Regions from separate parts of the Mus musculus genome. Here region 2 is linked to region 1. Evidence: chromatin contacts called from public promoter capture Hi-C data. All regions are on one chromosome and are shown on one strand. Each heading gives the region's core, a stretch centred on a gene start, on an enhancer-like site or on the middle of the called end of the contact. The rest is flanking DNA. Distances are from core to core; before and after follow the strand shown. Region 1 holds the start of Pxmp2 (peroxisomal membrane protein 2). Region 2 holds the start of Alkbh2 (alkB homolog 2, alpha-ketoglutarate-dependent dioxygenase).

Region 1 (5,442 bases), core at 607-3,106:
TATATTTATATATGCACATCAAATAGTTGTAAATGTAGATAAAGTACTTCACATCTCTCATCTCTAAACTGAAGTCTAGCATGAACATAACAGTATGAGTACTGCCCACCTCACGTGTCTTTCCATGGCATCATGGACATGAAGAAGTCAACACAGTAACTATTGTTACTGTTAGACTGAGGCTTGGATGTATGAAAAAGAACATAGCTCCTTTTTCTAAATCAGGAATGAGCTTGGTAGAGCAAGTAATAGCCTGAGAACCAGGGCCTTGAGGGCGCTGTGGATCCGGATCCTAAGAAATCATCTCTTCTCATCCTTAAGGGGCTATGGTTTTCTGTCCCAAGGCTGCTACCTGCTCTATGACACTGTCCCACCCACCTTTCCATAGAGGTACAAAACCTCTATGTAAGACACTGTACTTGGGGGCTTGAAGAAATGGCTTGGGGCTGGAGAGATGGCTTAGTGGTTAAGAGCACTGACTGCTCTTCCAAAGGTCCTGAGTTCAATTCCCAGCAACCACATGGTGGTTCACAACCATTTACAATGTGATCTGACTGGTGTGTCTTAAGACAGGACAACTACAGAGTACTCACATACATAAAATAAGTAAATACATCAAAAAAAAAAAAAGATGCTGTACTTCCTAATAAACTTGCTTGCATGAGCCATCACTCTGTGTGACACCTCCTGATCCTGAATGCTCTTATCTTCTCCATCTCCTCCTCATCCCCCTGGCCATCACTCTCTCAGGAACCTGTCACTGAAGAACCGCTTACTGGTCCAGGTCAATTACCCTGGCTGCTATGCAGGTGTTGTACAGCAAACCCAGAGCTTCACATATAATAGGAAAACACTATCACTATTCAGCTCTAACCGGGCTTCCACTCAATGAGTGCTCACATTCTGATACACAGTCTTTTTTTTTTTTTTAAGATTTATTTATTATTATATGTAAATACACTGTAGCTGTCTTCAGACACTCCAGAAGAGGGAGTCAGATCTTGTTACGGATGGTTGTGAGCCACCATGTGGTTGCTGGGATTTGAACTCTGGACCTTCAGAAGAACACTCGGGTGCTCTTACCCACTGAGCCATCTCACCAGCCCCTGATACAGAGTCTTATTCTGCCACAGTGTCACCAATCTCTATATACGATATCCACATCAGTTTCCTTTGTCACCATACTCTAGAATCTCTTGCTGATGTGATGCGTAAGGGTTTCGGCTTTTGGTTTAATAAATTGGTTTACTTCGCCGAGCTGGTCTAGACAGAATCTTCCTTTACTTTCCCCGTTCCCTTCTTGTCTGATGAGAATAGATGTTCACCCCTAGTCAAGTCACAGGGCAGGCACAGATATTTCTAGAGAAGCAGCCTGGGCCACGGAGTTGAGTTTAGCATCTCAATAAAAACTACGGAAACCACACAGGGCGAAGACGGGAGCCCGCCCTGTCCTCCGCGCCGCGCGCCGGGCCCGCTGTTTTCCCCACCCCTGAACCCCCGGACACCGCGCCCGCCCAAGCTTGCTCCGGCCGCGGCTACCGCCAGCGCCTTGGCAGCAGGACACCGGCTCTCACCGGCTGCCTTCGCCATCCGCGCCCGGCTCGGGGTGCCTCCGTCCACTGTTCCTCAGGACCATTGCGACGCTCCAAAGCTCCCTCAGGCTCCGGGGAGAATTTGGCGCGCTCTCCACGTGCTCTCGCGAGGCTACGGCTTCGGCCAATGAGAAGGCGCGGCCTCAGATGGACCTAGCCGGGGCCCGCCCCCATCGCCCCGCCCCGCCCCGCCCCGCCCCTCGGCTCTCCAATCCTCCGGCGAGCGCAGAGGGTGGGTCGCAGGGACCGGGGGAAAAGAGTGCACTAGCTGGCCGCGCGCGTGGCGGGACGGCCGGGCTCGCTGAGGGCGGAGGAAGGGCAGAAAATGTCAGGCCGTCCCCGCCCTGTGCCCTGTGTCCCGGGCCGGGTGCCCGACTGCCTAGCTGTTGGGTGGGCGCCCGGGGCGACTTAGACATCCGGACCGCGATGGCACCTGCGGCGTCCAGGCTGCGGGTGGAATCCGAGCTCGGGTCGCTTCCCAAGCGAGCGCTCGCCCAATACTTGCTGCTCCTAAAGCTCTACCCGGTGCTCACCAAAGCAGTCAGCAGGTGGGCGCCTACTGGGAAGTGGGGTGAAAAGGAGGGGTGCCGACAGGGGAGACTCTCCTGCAGGGGAGGTTAAGAGAGGGGGCGTCTGCAGACCAAGCAGCTCAGATATTGCCCGAGCAGCAGTGGATCTCAGCCTGTACGTCGGGAACCCCTTAAAGGTTGAACGACCTTTGTACAGGGGGTCACGTATCAGATATCCTGTATATCAGATATTTACGTTATGATTCACAACAGTAGCAGCATTACAGTTTAGAAGTAGCAGTGAAAGTAATTTTATGGTTGGGGTGACCACACCATGAGGAGCTAACTGTATTATTAAAGGGTCACAGCGATAAGAAGGTTGAGAACCACTGCTGTGGAGGAAGGCAGAGTTCTTCCTTAAGGTGCGACCCCGTTCTGCTTAGCCAGTAAGTGCTGTTTGTGTGTTGGGTCCCAAGCATTAGTTAGCCTTTGCAGTCTGAGTGTTGTGAAGACCCGCGAGTCAGGGACACATTCTAACCCTGAGCAACCCAGGCACGGTCGCTGGTGAACTCTGCCCTTTGAATTACATCGTTCGGTTTCCTAACGAGATATCCCTGTTTCTGTTCATTTCCATTAGTGCATTTTGTAGGTTCTGTATTAACTTAGCTTTTCCATAAGTGTGTGCAGAGTGCTTCCTGTGCGCGGGCACATAGCTGTGATCAGAACAGGCGCATAGACTTCTCTCGGAGCTAAGAAGAACGAGTCCATCTTCCCACCCCACCCCACCCCACCCCCGCAAAAGGCAGATAAATGTATAACTTAGAGCAGTTAGGGAAATTTCTCCTGGGTTGTTGACGTTGGTCAGAAGCACAGAGAAGAGAAGCGGTTGTTTACAGGGCACAGTAAGTGTAAAAGTTCTGGGGGAAGAATTCAGAGAATGTCGGAGGGGTGAAGAGAAGGACTCTGGTGGAGAAAATGACCAGGGAGAGTAGATAGGAAGAGGTAACCAGGGGTCAAGTCAAGAGGGTCCTTATGATCCATACTAAAAGTTTTGGATTTATAGCTTTTTAGAAGACAGCTGTGGTGGTTAAAGCTAGTTGTCAACTTGATAACATTTAGGAATTAAGCATGCCTGAGGGGCTTATCTTGATTATCTTCTTTGAGCTGGGAAGATCTGCCCACTAGGGGCGCCACCATTCCTAGTTGGTGTCTGACTGGAAGTGGAAAAAGTGAGCTAGCTGAACCGCACGCGTTTTCTCTCTCTTTTCATTGTGGGTGTGCTGTGAGGAGATCCTTCAACCTCCTGTTGCCTTCACTTCTCTGCCTTGATGGACTTGAACCTTTAACTGGGAGCTGAAATAAGCCATTGTTCTCTTAAGTTGCCTTTGTCTCATTTTTTGTTTGGTTTGGTTTTTGTTCATTTTGCAACATAAAAAGAAACTAAGAGCCAGGCGTGGTGGCACAAGCCTTTAATCCCAGCACTCGGGAGGCAGAGGCAGGCAGATTTTTGAGTTCGAGGCTAGCCTGGTCTACAAAGTGAGTTCCAGGACAGCCAGGGGTATACAGAAAAACCCTGTCTCAAAAACAAAACAAAAAAACAAAAAAAACACAAACAAACAAACAAAACAAAACAAAACAAAACTACAACATAGAGTTATTTGCTTAAATACAGCCCACAGACCATGTCCTTGTGAGGATCCCTCCTATTGCCTTTTACATCCATGCCTTCAATGGAGCAGCTGTGGGGATGTTGGAAGGCACACAGCCCCGCAGGTGGATGTCTCACTGTGCTCATCTGTGGTTTTCACTTTAGGTCATAGTGCCTCTATCTTCTGGGGCTTTACCTAACTTAGCAAGTTACTTCAATAGGGACTCATCCCATGATCTACACAGCAAGATCTTTTTTTGTTGTTGGTGGTTGTTTTTTGTTTTTGTTTTTCGAGACAGGGTTTCTCTGTATGGCTCTGGCTGTCTTGGAACTCACTCTGTAGACAAGGCTGGCTTCTAACTCAGAAATCCGCCTGCCTCTGCCTCCTGAGTGCTGGGATTAAAGGTGTGCACCACCACACCCGGCTCTACACAGGAAGATCTTACAGCAGCCGTGCTACTGCCATGCGGGACAGGCTCTTGTGTCTGCTGCTCATTTTCTGATTGTCTCTTCCTCTACAGCGGCATTTTGTCAGCCCTTGGAAACCTTCTGGCCCAGACGATTGAGAAGCGGAAAAAAGACTCTCAAAATCTAGAAGTCAGTGGGCTTCTCAGATATTTAGTTTATGGGTAAGTACCACAGAGATCTGCCTGCCAGCATTAGCCCTTCGGAATATGTTGGTTTAAAAAACCTAATTCTGAGGCTGGAGGATGGCTAAGCTAGCAGTGCTGACTGCTCTTATGGAGGACCCAGGTTTGATTCCCAGCTCCCATGCAGTTCATAACCTTCTGTAACTCCAGTTCCAGGAGGTCTGATGACTTCTGACCTCGTAAGGCCCCAGACACATATATGGTACACAGAGATATACCTGCAAGCAAAATATCCATGTACAAGAAATAGAAAGCAAAAAATTTAATTAAAAAAAAGAAAAAAATAATTGTTTAAGAAGCATCAGAGAAGCTGGGCGTGGTGGTGCACGCCTTTAATCCCAGCACTCAGGAGGCAGAGGCAGGCGGATTTCTGAGTTCGAGGCCAGCCTGGTCTACAGAGTGAGTTCCAGGACAGCCAGGGCTAACACAGATAAACCCTGTCTCCAAAACAAACAAAGACACAAACTTTGTGTGGATGTGTGGCATTAGAATTAAACCCAAGGCTTTGTATAGGTTACCACTGACCTCACGTATCATCATTATTTAGTTGGGTGTGGTAGTGCATGCCTTTAATCTCAGTACTTGGGAAGCCATCCTGGTCTCAGTGGTGAGTTTCAGGTCAACCAGAGCTACACAGTGAGACCCTGTCTTAAGCCAAAATAAATAAGTAAATAAATAAATAACCAGAAAGACTATTCCTGGGTGTGTGTGTGTGTGTGTATGTGTGCGAGCACATGTATGTGCCCACATGCATATGCATGCATGTGTAAATAAAAGAGAGTCCGAACCTCATATATCCTTTGGACTCTGTTGATCCCCTTGCCTCCTGAGTGCTAGGATTATAGATGTGCACCACCATATCTGTATAGCCCTGACTGTCCTGGAACTCACTTTGTAAACTAGGCTGGCCTCAAACTCAGAAATCCGCCTGCCTCCCGAGTGCTGGAATTAAAGGCGTGTACCACCACACCCGGCCTTTTGTGGGTTTTTTGTTTGTTTGTTTTTTGGGTTTTTTTTTTTTCAATGATGGGAATGAAACCCAG
Region 2 (6,046 bases), core at 1,783-4,282, 3.8 Mb before region 1:
CCGCCGCCCCAAGACGCCCATGGTCCAGCCGAGCAGGGGACCCGCTGCACCCGTCTGCGCTCCCACGCAGGCTTTTCGCGGCAAAACACCTCCCGCCCCTTGCCGCTTCTGATTGGACTATACAAGGGCAGGGTGGGCACGCTGCACACCGATTGACTCTGAGGCGGCCGAGCTCCGTCCCCATTGGTAGATGTCTCGGCATGGCGGCCGTGGACGCGCGCGGTTGTTTTGGACCTCTAAGGTGTCCCAGTCTGGCTGATAAACGGGGTGCGCGGCTCTCCTGCCCGGGACCCGCAGCACCGCAGTCTCGCGCTGCCTGGTGCTGCCCCGCGCGCCTCACCCAAGACCTTCCACGTGGGCTTTTCGCGGCAAAACAGCTCCCGCCCCTTGCCGCTTTTGATTGGACCACGCGAGGAGCAGGGCGGGCACGCTGCACACTGATTGGCTCTGCGGCGACCGTGCCCCATCCCTATTGGCTAGTGCCTCGGCGTGGCGGCGGCCGACAGCGCGCGGCTGTGTTGAACCCCTAAGGTGTCCCAGTCTGTCCGAGCAAGCGGCGTGCGTGGCGCTCCTGCCCGGGACCCCGCCGTACCCCCGCGTCCCGCGCTACCCCGCTCGTCTCACCACGGCATCGCCGCCGATCTCGGCCGCCACTCCGCTCCCTGGGACCGGCTCCGGGCTGCGCGTGGTCCGCTTCCCTGTGGGGGTCGGAGAGAAGAAAGAGTATAGGGTCTTCTGGCCGATCATGCCTGCGCCGAGCACGGACCTCCGGGACTCCTGCAGCCGTGCTCACGGTAGGCGCGCTGCCACCTGCGCGGGCTCCCGTTGGGGGCGGGGAGGCTGGCTGGGCAGGGGTCGGTGAGGCCCAGCGCGCATGTGTGGGAGGGGCTGAGGCCCCGCCCCCGGGTGGGTGGGGCTTAGGAGGTAGGGGGAGCCTGCTGCTTACCTACCTACCTGTCCTAGCTCTAAAGCGGGGCTTTCTCCAAGTCTTACTGATGTAAAGATTGAAGGCCTTTAACCCCGAAATGTTCCACTTCCCCAGATACACCTCCCTCCCTCCTTTTCAGTCCCCTTTGGGGATTGAACTCAGGGCCTTTGTGCATCCTGAGCAACCGCTTGACCACTGAGCCATACACCCCCTTGTACTTTTTACCTCCCACACTCACGTCAGACATACATTCAGTTGTGCAGCTTTCAGTTATATCCTTCCCTCTAATATAACAATCCCAGCTACTCTTTTCTACTGAGTGATCTTTTGCAGGTGTAATTTATTTATTTATTTTTTTTATTTTTTTTTTTTTTTTGGTTTTTCAAGACAGAGTTTCTCTGTATAGCCCTGGCTGTCCTGGAACTCTCTGTAGACCCGGCTGGCCTTGGATTCAGAAATCCGCCTGCCTCTGCCTCCCAAGTGCTGGGATTAAAGGCGTGTGCCACTGCAAGTGTAATTTAAACCTCGACCGACCGCTGCCCTGGAAAAACCCTCCTATGCCGCCGTGTGTCACAGAGTGGTGACACACCCTGTGAGCCCAGCATCTGGGAGGTGGAGGCAAGAGGATCAGGAGCACAAGGCTTGGCTACACAAGCTGTTAGGGGCTAGTCTGGGCTACAGCCTCCCAATCTGAACTGACTAGACTCCCAATTTAGCAGTTCTCCAGGCGGTTTGCCTTTCCGCAGCGTCCCGCTAAAATCTTCGCATGCTATGTTATTTTGTCCCTTACCTGGAAAGCTTCAATGCTGGCTTAGGATTCTTCCCTGTAAGATCCTCTTCCCCATCCCCCCCTACTCCCTAGCCTGTCACCCTGCTCACAACTTCCATATTGTACAAAGAAATCTTGTTTATCACATTGCCCCTTTTTTGTTTTCATCTCCAAAATACAACGTGGATAAGACAGGACCTGCTGTGCCCTGCTGGTGTGTGACAGCAGAGAGCACCGTGTGCTCCCATAGGCAGCACTTTAGAGAGATATAACACGTTCCCTCTGGTCGAGGACCAGGGCGTTTTCTCAATGAAGTAAACTCAGCATTCACAGAAAAGTTTGAGCTTGAATATTTATGGTGATTTTTTTTTCTTCTGTGCCACCAGGAGCAAGAAATGACTGTCACAGGTCTTTCCATACCAGCAATGGAAGGAGAAAAACGGTACAAATGTCCTCTATGTTTATACATAGTATATAAATAAAATGGCTGTACTTGAAGCTAAAGATTAAAAAACACAGCTGGGCAGTGGTGGCGCACGCCTTTAATCCCAGCACTTGGGAGACAGAGGCAGATGGATTCCTGAGTCTGAGGCCAGCCTGGTCTACAAAGTGAGTTCCAGGACAGCTGGGACTACACAGAGAAACCCTGTCTCGAAACAAACCACACACACACACACATACAAAGAAAAGAAAAACAAACAAAAACAACCCCCCCAAAAGATTAAAAAACACGGGGGCAGGGGCAGGAGAGATGGCTCAGCGGTTAAGAGCACTGACTGCTCTTCCAGAGGCCCTGAGTTCAATTCTCAGCAACCACGTGGTGGCTCACAACCATCTGTAATGGAATCTTATGCTCTCTTCTGGTGTGTCTGAAGAGAGCAATAGTGTACTCATATAAATAAAATAAAATAAAGATTTTAAAACACGGTTATATCTAAAAGCAGTGTGCTTACAGAAATAAGTCAAACGCAAAAGGCTATACAGCCTCTAATCCATCACATTTATGTGGAATCGTGAAGAAGAGCAAGCAAGGAATAGCTGACAAATTATGTCGGAACCTAAGGGAGGAAGGATTCTATGGGATGGTATAACTGTTCTCCATGTCGACTGTAGTGGTCAGACAATGCTGTGTCTTTGTCAGGAGTGCAGATTCATACACTGCCCTCAAGCCCCCCAGACAGTATGCTGTAGCACACTAGGCTCGTAGACCCCAGAACTGGTCCACAGGCCTAACCTTGCTGAGCCATCAGGTGAAGGCAGCATCCTGCGGTGCGCAGGGAGACCGGCAGGGGGCGCTGTGCCCGGAAGTCCCGCGTAGGCGGGAGGGGCGGGGTGAGGGTTCCTGGGGCTGCGTGTGTCTGTGCAGAGACCTGACCCACCGCTCCGGGCTCTCCGGTGGAGCCCGGTTGCTCGCCCGTGCCAGCCCCTACCCCGCGGGGCCGCAGGGCAGAGGCAACCCTGCTTTTCTGGGTAACTGGGCGAGCCTCATGCCTCTCTGCGCTTGCGTCTTCCCATGTGTAGCCTTTTGGGTTTGGGCAGCCGTTTGCAGCCAAAGCTCTCGAATTCCGAAGAGGACGGACGGGTCTTTAAAAGTACTCCATTCCAGGGCGGGCCTGGGGATGCGTGCCCGGGATTCCTACCGATGGGCGCCTGGGGCGTGAGGACAGCGTGGTTCGGGTCAGCTTGTGCTAGGAAGACTTAAGCTACAGGGCAGGCTCCCCGCCTGGATGATGCCCGCCAGGCACCTCCTAGGAGGTTTAATGCGCTCTTGTTTCCTTTGTAGGACGCGTCTGAGCTGTGAGTGGGCGGCGGGATGGACAAGTTCCTGGTGAGGCCAGACCTCCGCGACCTCCAAGGGGGAGGGGAGGAGCCCGCCCCGACGGGAGGAGCCTCGGGCGACCTGAAGAGCCCGGACTGGCGACACCTTCGCGCGGAAGGTCTGAGCTGTGATTACACCGTCCTATTCGGCAAAGCCGAGGCAGACAAGATTTTCCGAGAGTTGGAGCAAGAAGTGGAGTATTTTACTGGTAGGCGGAGGTCTTACGTGCGTTAGGCTTGTGCGAGGACAGGATGCGCCTTCCCTGGGAGAAGCGTGAACTTCCGGCTGTGACGGATTAGGTCACGGTCTGGGCAGCTCTGGTTAGGTTAGGTTATGGTTTGGCATACGAACTGTCCACGAGGTCTAGAACGAAATTATTTGGCAACTGATTGGAATTACCTGGGAAGTTAAAAAACTAAATAACAAAAAAAGCAAAACAAACCCCCAAACCGAACCATTCTGGGATCTTCGTGATACTGATTCAAAATAGCTGGAGGCGAAGGTTAGGCCTCAGTGGTTTTTGTTTTTTCGAGACAGGGTTTCTCTGTGTTGCCCTGGCTGCCTTGAAACTCACTCTGTAGACCAGGCTGACCTCAAATTCAGAAATCCTCCTGCCTCTGCCTCCCAAGTGCTGGGATTAAAGGCGTGCGCCACCACTGCCTGTCGACACCCTGTTTTGTTTTGTTAAAGACCATAATTAAATAAATGTATGAGATGAGTCAGCAGTTAAGACTAGTTGCTGTCCCAGAGGACCCAAGTTTGGGTCTGAGCACCCACATGGCAGCCCACAATCCTCTGTAACTCCAGTTCCAGCTACTGTGGTGCCCTTGTCCAGCCTTCGAGGGCACAGACATCACAAGCAAGCAAAATAAAATATTTAAATACATAAAATAAAACAAAATTTTAAAAAGGAAGGGGAGAATGATGGCCTCAGGGGCCTTCTCTTAGAAGGATTTGGTTCTGGACCAGGGACAAAGGGAGTGTGTATTTTGTATATCAAAGCAGACCAGGCCTCCAGGTTCTTCCAGCATCCCCCTCCTCCCCCCACACACAAGTCCTTTCCTGACATACCCTGCCCCCAACCCTGTTTCCAGCCCAGGGGTTGAGCAGCCCTTCCCCCAGAGGCTCTTCCCTATATGATCCAGACATTGTGGTCTCTCCTCTTTCTCTTCTCTCTGTACACTCGAGCTCTTTTTCTATTTCTATTTCTCTTCCTCCTCCCCTATGGTGAATTCCCTGGCCAGTGAACTGGCCCCAAGAAACTGCATTTAGTATTATCTAATCTGTCTTGGCCCATTTCACCCGTGGCAGAGAAATAACTTATCACAAGTCACCCATGTTTTGTTTTCAGCAATTTCATGCATGTGTATGATGCATTTTGGCTGTTTTCACACACCCCCGATTCATCACCCTGACTCCTACAGAACCCCTTTGTCCCAAGCCCCTGTGGTGCTCTCATGTTATTTTGTTTTTGTGGCCCGCTGGTTTTAATGCTATTGTGTCCACATGCCTTGTGTGTCTGCACATAGTGTGTCTACATGTCTCATGTGTCTGCACAAGGAAGCCACAGAATCCAGTGGATTTTCAGTATACTCATGTGCATTCCTTCTGCCCCTTGACATAAAGCCCAGCTGGAGACCGCTTCCTCACTGAGACATGGCCTCTCCTGAGTCTGGAACTTGCAGATCCAGTGAGGCCAGCTGGCCAGTGAGCCTCCAGCAGTGGGATTCGAGGCATACTGAGCAATACCTTGTGGTGGACACTTTACCAACTGAGGCATCTCTCTCTTTCGTTGAGACATGCTGGCTTGGAATTTGTGTTCTGTCTACTTCAGCACCAGAGTGAATACTTGGGACAAGCCACAATGATTTAGGGTAAGAGGTTCCCAACATGGCGTTTTACAACGTGAGCAGAGGGAACGTTGTTTCTGCTTCTCCACCTTTGAATGTGCGGAGCTGTCTGCACCCAAGGGTCACTGGTGGAACTCCCGTTCTTCTACGCAGGTGCACTGGCCAAGGTCCAGGTGTTCGGAAAGTGGCACAGTGTTCCCAGGAAGCAGGCGACCTATGGCGATGCTGGCCTCACGTACACGTTTTCTGGTCTTACCCTGACACCAAAGCCCTGGGTTCCTGTTCTAGAGCGTGTTCGAGATCGAGTCTGCGAGGTGACAGGACAGACCTTCAACTTTGTACTCGTGAACAGGTAAGGCTTCCTCCGAGGAAAGCCGTGCTCCTTTGTGACAACCCTTCTATAGTGCACCAGGCTAGACAGGTGGCCGTGCCACTCTTGCAGAGAACCCAAGTTCAGTTCCCAGTCCTGGCTCTGGCAGATCCAACACCTCTGGCTTCCGTGAATAACTGTACTCATGCCCAATTATCTTTTTCTTTTTAAAGAGGGGAGTCTTCACAGAGCTTGTGTGTAGATGTGAGAGGGGTTGGACCTGTTACTGGGAAAGTTAAACATACTGATAGGATTGGGGATAGGGCTGGATTTGGGGTCCAAAGTACTTTGCTGTACGGAGTTGACCTGT

Evidence for each region. Promoter capture Hi-C pulls out the DNA fragments that hold promoters and counts their contacts.
Region 2: a promoter capture Hi-C map of liver shows a contact between it and region 1, with 4 times the contacts expected there. The contact joins the promoter of Alkbh2 here to the promoter of Pxmp2 in region 1. A contact is called at or near these places in 2 of 39 promoter capture datasets (liver and pre-B cells).

What each region holds. Positions count from the first base shown.
Region 1 is chr5:110,282,582-110,288,023 of GRCm38.p6, reverse strand. Pxmp2 (peroxisomal membrane protein 2) reads left to right here and starts at 1,856. Exons shown (of 5, transcript NM_008993.2): 1 at 1,856-2,140; 2 at 4,271-4,378. The coding sequence starts at 2,019. Pole (polymerase (DNA directed), epsilon) reads right to left here and starts at 1,705. Exons shown (of 49, transcript NM_011132.2): 1 at 1,575-1,705. The coding sequence starts at 1,636.
Region 2 is chr5:114,125,204-114,131,249 of GRCm38.p6, reverse strand. It overlaps Alkbh2 (alkB homolog 2, alpha-ketoglutarate-dependent dioxygenase), which reads left to right and starts at 3,032. Exons shown (of 4, transcript NM_001359941.1): 1 at 3,032-3,167; 2 at 3,481-3,724; 3 at 5,520-5,718. The coding sequence starts at 3,511. Ung (uracil DNA glycosylase) reads right to left here and starts at 94. Exons shown (of 6, transcript NM_011677.2): 1 at 1-94. The coding sequence starts at 21.